Regions from separate parts of the Mus musculus genome. Here region 2 is linked to region 1. A link is a contact called in public Hi-C data. All regions are on one chromosome and are shown on one strand. The core of a region is the stretch at or near the end of the contact, and the rest is flanking DNA. Distances in the headings are between cores, read along the strand shown. Region 1 overlaps Crtc1 (CREB regulated transcription coactivator 1). Region 2 holds the start of 2010320M18Rik (RIKEN cDNA 2010320M18 gene).

Region 1 (3,011 bases), core at 302-2,801:
CCCTTCTCTAATCCCTGCCTGCCCCCAGGGATCTGATCCCCGAATGCTGAGGTGATGAGGGACCTGGGTGAGATCCAGGGCACTGGGCAGAGTGGGGGCCTGCAGCCTCATCCTGGGCCCCAAACCAAGTAGGCAACAGGCTCTCTGATGACAGGGGAGCCCTGAGGGCCCTGCATCTGACACCCCCCTCCCAGTTACTAAGACACTGCTTCCGTATCGCAAGCTATCAGATATTAACAGTGGAGGCCTCAGTGAAGTCAGGAGCATAGGGAGGACTTGGCACCATCAAGCCGGATGAGGCTGCCTGACTCACCAGGAGATCCGGGGCCTGCCTGCCCTGGGCACCTGGTTCACCTTGTTCCTGAAGGTGGGTGGGTGATAAGACACCTAGCACTCCTAGGGGAGATGACAGGGCCAGGGGCCTTTGTGCCTGTGGCAGTCACTTGTGGGACGGCCTACACTTCCCCTCAGGTCCTGGTTGGCTCTGCTCCTGTTCAGCCCTGTGATGTGGTAGCAGTGGCAGAGCCAGATTCCACTGTGGGGGGACTGTCAATAGAATCCTAGGCACAGGGAATCTGGGAGGCAGCACTCAGAGTTGAGTCCAGGACTCCGGGCTATGGCCTTGCTTCTGAATGACAGCTCCCTCCCTTGTCTGTCAGGGCTGAGACACTTCCTGTTCAGATCTGTAGCAGATGCTGGGCCCTGTGAGGATGTACAGCACAGGTAGGACTCTGTAAGATGCGGATGCAGGGGCTGGAGAGATGACTCAGTGGTAAAGGGCACTGGCTGCTCTTGCAGAAAACCTGGGTGTAATTCCTAGTACCCACATGGGCTCACAATACCTGTCCCTCCAGCCCCAAGGGCTCCTACAGCTAGCTTCTTCTGAGCTCCAATGGCACCAGCCACACATTCAGTGCACAGACATACATGCAGGCAAACACTCACTCAGAAGGTAAGTCTGTTAAGTAGATGTGGAAGGTTGGGACTTGGCTAAGAGGAATGCTTGTAGCTCAGTTGGTAAACTGTTTACCTAGAATGCACAAGGTTCTGGGTTAATCCACCTACCTCTATCTCCTGGGATATTTCATCATACCTTGCCCTCTGGCTTGATTTTTAAACATGGATTCAAAGTGATTAATAAGCATGAGCACACATGCACACATGTGCTCACAGACAGATAAACATACATTCATGCATGTCCACACTCATGCATACACACATACAGAGCAAAAGATGGACACACACACATGCATGCATACAGAGAGACAGACACACACATATCTGTGGGTCAAAGAATTCACACTTCCAGCTGATATGTCCCTGGTCTGCTGACCATGAACATGAGGGCATTCTTAGCTCTTGCCTAAGCACCGTCACACCCAGAGAGGCCAGATGGGCAGGCGAGCCACATGGGTATCCTGCTAGCGGGTTTCTCTGCCCAGCCTGGATCACCTCTGGAGCAGAGCCAGCTGGAGGGGAAGTCTGGGCAGGGGAGGGTGGGGCAGGCTGGCCAGGTGGCAGTGGCCTGGCTCTGGCATACAAGCCCTGGTGTAGCCCTGAATGGAGCATAGCCAGCAGCGGACACGTGTTGTCACCTCCCTGTGTACTGTCCTCAGACAGTATGGAGCAGGGGCTTGGTTCCTAGCTCCTTGCTCTCCCTGACCAGGGTCTGGCACTAGGATGGGGAGGTGAAAACTGTCTGTATGTGCTAGGGCCTGGCTTCATCTGAAAGGTGCCCAGAAAATAAAGCCCCTGTAAAGGGGATTGGCTGGCTCTTAAACAACTACACATGGCACATATTACCAGTCAGGATTGGCCACCCAATGCCGCATAAGCTATTTCCCTGTGCTTGTTTACACTGGAACTGCAGCAGCTAGTGTGGAGCCCCAAAGCAGGAGGTACAGGGAGATTCAGAGAGGAGAAAGGATTTGGATATGGCAGCCTCTGTGCAGGGCTAGGCCCTTCCTTTCTTCTAAACACCTAGACCCACCCTGGTTCCCTGGGCCTCACAGCCGGAGACTAACAGGCACAAGTCAGGCTGTGAAGGGCCAAAGGCCTGCACATCTCACACCAGGGCCCTGCACTCGTGGCCTTTGGTCCCATCTGCTCACCTGGAAGCCTAGGAAAGGAGCTGAGGAGGTAGAATGTGTGGCTCATGAACATGGCGCTGGCTGGGCACCCGTGAGGGGGCCCACTTCTATCTTTAGCATCAAATGAGCACAGAAGTCCCCAGGTTTTAGCCCCAGCAACAAGTGACCTTCATGTTTCATCTCAGGAAAGAAAACACCCCAGGCACACCTGCACCTTCTCATCTGCCACCCCCACCCCCACCCAGAGCTGGCATCAGCGACAAGCTGGAGGACCCTGGTTTCAACTCCCCACATCGATCCTGCCCCGCGAGCCATAGTGCTCCTTACCAGCCCCTAATCCAAGGTCTGGAGAGCAAATCCACACAGAGCTCACCAAATGACCTGTATCCCCATCCTTTCTGTGTCTCCCCGCCCCCTGCCACCCCCACCCCGCCATCTGTCCTAATCCACATTGCAGCCTACAGCCCCAGCAACTTGGGGCTTGCTGTGTCACATCAGGGAAAAGGGATGCTGAAGAACAATGGAAGGTGCTGTTTGGGGCAGTGTGAGTGGGCAGGATAGAGGGCTATGCCCAGGCAGCTTGTGCAAAGGCCCTGGGGTGAGCAGTGTAGCTGTGAGGTAAGGCTGGGGATGGGGAGGCTGATGGGGTGGGACAGGAGCAGATGGACGTGCAGAGGCTTAGGCTCATGGTGGGACTGACAGGGATGCCTTTAATGAGAATGGTGGTGAAAGTAACCACAGTAACCAGGAGAAGCAGTGTTGGTTCAAACTGGGAGCAGTGGGATGGGCAAGGAAGTGGGCATTGCCAGGAAACAGGTCAACGGGAGATATAAGCCTTTGAAAAGGGGAGGAGCCTGGAGAGATGCTCAATGGTTAGGAGCACTGGCTGCTGTCCTACAGGATCAGGGTTAGTTCCCAGCA
Region 2 (3,011 bases), core at 240-2,739, 380 kb after region 1:
GGAGTGAGCCAGGACAGAATCCCCCAGTGACCTTGGGGCTGGCCCCTGTCCCACTACTGATTAGTCTCCCCATCCGAGAGGCCACACTGACAGCCTTTCTTCGGGGTGCTGGGAGCTGAATGCTTTGCTGTCCCCACTAGGGTTGTGGGAACTGAAGTTCAGAGCTCTCTGAAGAACCCCACTCATCAGGAGGAAGCCAACCACAGATGCACCCAAGTTCAAGGCAGGAACAAAGACAGTGACCACATGGCCAGTTAGACTTGGGGTTATTGGGGAACCCCAAGAAGGGGTTGAACACCTGAGCAGTGGACATGGCCTATCAAGAGCTGTGGCCTGGGTGGGCATCCAAGGAAACAGAAGCCTTGGTTCCTGCAGGGGAGGTTGAGACAGGGTGCAGGGGTGTCCCCAGCTTGCCTTAGCCTGGGGCTCTCTGGTGATGCAAGAGAGGGGAGGTGTCAAGAAGAACCATGGTCACCTTAGTGCCACAGTAGGATGGGGACAGGAGCTGGACACCCCACATTGGGTCCTAGCCTGGGTCCCCATTCCAGCCTGCAGTTGGGTCTTCTGTGCATCCTCCTGGGGGAGCAAGGCTGACAGGTCCTCGTATAGGGACAGGGCAATGCATAGACAGACCGGTTCCTGCAAAGGCCCGATGGTGGAAGACGCCTGTCTAGGATGCAGAGGCTTTCAGAAAGAAGCCATGAAAAAGGCGTTTAGCGTGCCAAGGGGAGGGTCTGGGCTTCATCCCCAGATCTCGGGGACCCGGTGCAGGTGTCCTAGAGGGACTTAAGGCTTTGTGGTCCAGGGTATCCGGTGTGACTCACTGTCCGGCCTCTTGTGGCCTGCATGTTATAGGTAGGGAAACTGAGGGTCGGAGAGGCCTCTCCTAAGAAAGCCACCCGTCTGCCCGCCCCCGTGCCGAGCACGTCTGCACACCATGGGGGGAGGGTATCGCGGAACCCCCAATGCAAAAGGAGGGGCCTACGATGCACGCATAGTCTGTGTGCTCACACAGACGGGCCCCTAGACCCTCGTGCACCCCGAAGACCCCTGGACGACGGAAGTGGCCGGATCCGGGGTCGTGTCCCGCTCTCCGCCCCGTTGCGGGCGGGGACCTCCCGGCCTTAGAGACCCTGTCTCTACCCCGCAGGCTGCACAGCCCCACGCTCAGCTCGGAGCCCGGTTTTGTGCGGCTCCTTCTCTCCTCGGGTCCTCCCCACCACCATCGACTCACCCACTCCGGCCGCCGTCGCCACCACCACGACCGCCGCCGCCGTCGCCGCAGCCGCGGGATCCCTGCGTCAGCCACCGTCGCCGCGGTTCCAAGCCTTCGGGCCCGCCCCCAGGCGGAAATAGCCGAGCGCACTCGGGTCGGGAGGGCGGGCCTTTCCCCCCACACGAGGCGGAGCCCGAAGACCGAGGCACGCGGGCAAGCCTCCGGAAGCTGCCGAGTGTGCTCCCGCGGGAATGGGAGGCTGGGCTTTGCCACGAGACAGCCGAGGCTGGTCGGAGACAGCCGAGCACGGCCGTCGGAGGCTCACGAAAACACTAGAAAGCGGAAGGGTCGGGAACGCATTCGGTCCGAAGCTGGGCTCGGTGGACTTGGGACTCTGAGATACCCGAGCCATTCCGGAAGCAGCAGAACGTGCCATAACAGGGGTTTGTTTGTGTTTTTTACGAAGTCGTGAACCTGCCAGACCGCGGAATGTGTCTGGGAGGAACCGAACGACCTCAACTCCAGGCCTTGGGAGTTGACTCGGAGGCCGCCGATAGCTTCCGGAAATTGCCGAAGGTCCACTGGACGAGCTCGGCAGCTGTACCCTCAATGGAGAGCCGCTGGTGGAAGGAATGGAAGGCGAAGGCACTGCCATGACAACCCTAGGCGTCCGGAAACAGCCGAAGTGTCTCCGGCCCAACACGCGCGAGAATGCGGCTTATCAGCGTCCGGAAGCGAGATTGTTTCCGGAAATACGGACAGACTCTGGCGAGACGGAGAGAACCAGAAGTTGCCGAGCTTGTTCGGCTGATTTCCGAGGGATTCATTTATCTATTTTAGCTCACCGCAAAGACTAGGGTAGAAAATTGGGACGGAGGGGTTGCAGCGAGAGTTCGGCAGTTAAGCATGCTCACTGCTCTTGCACAGGATCCAGGTTCAGTAAATTACAGCCGCGTATAACCCGACTGGAATTAAAAGCAAGAGCTATGACGCCCAGCGTTTTGGATTTTTCCTTTTTAAGATTTTGTGTTTTTCTTCATGTTCAACTGTGCGCCTTGTGAGTACCTGGTGTCTGTGGAAGTTAGAAGAGACATCGGATGCTCTAGAACTTGAGTTACGGCTGTGAGCTGCCATGTAGGTGCTGGGAATACAACCTGGGTCCTCTAGAAGAGCAGCCAGTGCTTTTAATCATTGATTCCTTTGGCTTTATTATTTGAAACAGGGTCTTGTTATTAGCCCAGGCTGTATCTGAACTCATGATCCTTCTGCTTCGTGCCTCCCCACGCCCCCACCTCCAAGTGTTAGGATTACATGTGTATACAGCCATGCCTGGAAACACTTCATTTTAGAGATGAGATTTTGCCCTATTGCCCTAGCCAGGATCCCAGCCTGCTAGGTAGCTGGGATGCAGGCTGGCTTGGATTAAGTGTTTAACCAAACCCCTATACAGCCAACAAAACTCACTTAGATGATATCGAGCCATCAGTTTTTCCCTACCCCCAGCCACTCACAAATGCACACACCAGTATCAGATGTCTTCATGGGACTTTATTTGATGCCAGCTCCAAGATGGGTAGAGGGCTACTCATGCACAGCCTTGGTCTCCCTTCCAGCAGAAGGTACTGGCTGCGAGTCAGGGAGGTGCAGAGGGTTTGAGTGCCTGCGAATTCCCCTCGTGGAGTGTGTAGAGCTGCACCACTGGCAACCTACTACATGGCTGCTAGATCACACAGCATGGGAGTCTGGGCTCCCCCATGGCCATGCTCACAGTAGGGCTAGGAGAGCCTGTCCTGGG

What was found. A called contact is a pair of places that touch in the nucleus more often than the background predicts.
Region 2: a contact with region 1 is called in a Hi-C map of cerebellum, with 1.8 times the contacts expected there. The contact joins the promoter of 2010320M18Rik here to the enhancer-like site in region 1. A contact is called at or near these places in 1 of 484 Hi-C or Micro-C datasets (cerebellum), 2 of 115 datasets of contacts at active chromatin or transcription factors (embryonic stem cells and pancreatic cancer cells) and 1 of 9 other capture datasets (liver).

What each region holds. Positions count from the first base shown.
Region 1 is chr8:70,394,365-70,397,375 of GRCm38.p6, forward strand. The region is part of intron 8 of Crtc1 (CREB regulated transcription coactivator 1); the gene reads right to left. Among named protein-coding and RNA genes, the nearest start is that of Gm51533, 21 kb to the left of the region's middle. Within about 2 kb of position 1,552, at least 24 of the 459 cell types and tissues checked have an H3K27ac peak or open chromatin away from gene starts, as enhancers often do. A contact at or near this core is called in cerebellum, where this site is marked.
Region 2 is chr8:70,775,373-70,778,383 of GRCm38.p6, forward strand. It overlaps 2010320M18Rik (RIKEN cDNA 2010320M18 gene), which reads left to right and starts at 1,490. Exons shown (of 1, transcript NR_029440.1): 1 at 1,490-2,234. Pik3r2 (phosphoinositide-3-kinase regulatory subunit 2) reads right to left here and starts at 1,340. Exons shown (of 16, transcript NM_008841.3): 1 at 1,235-1,340. Mast3 (microtubule associated serine/threonine kinase 3) reads right to left here. Exons shown (of 26, transcript NM_199308.2): 26 at 2,745-3,011.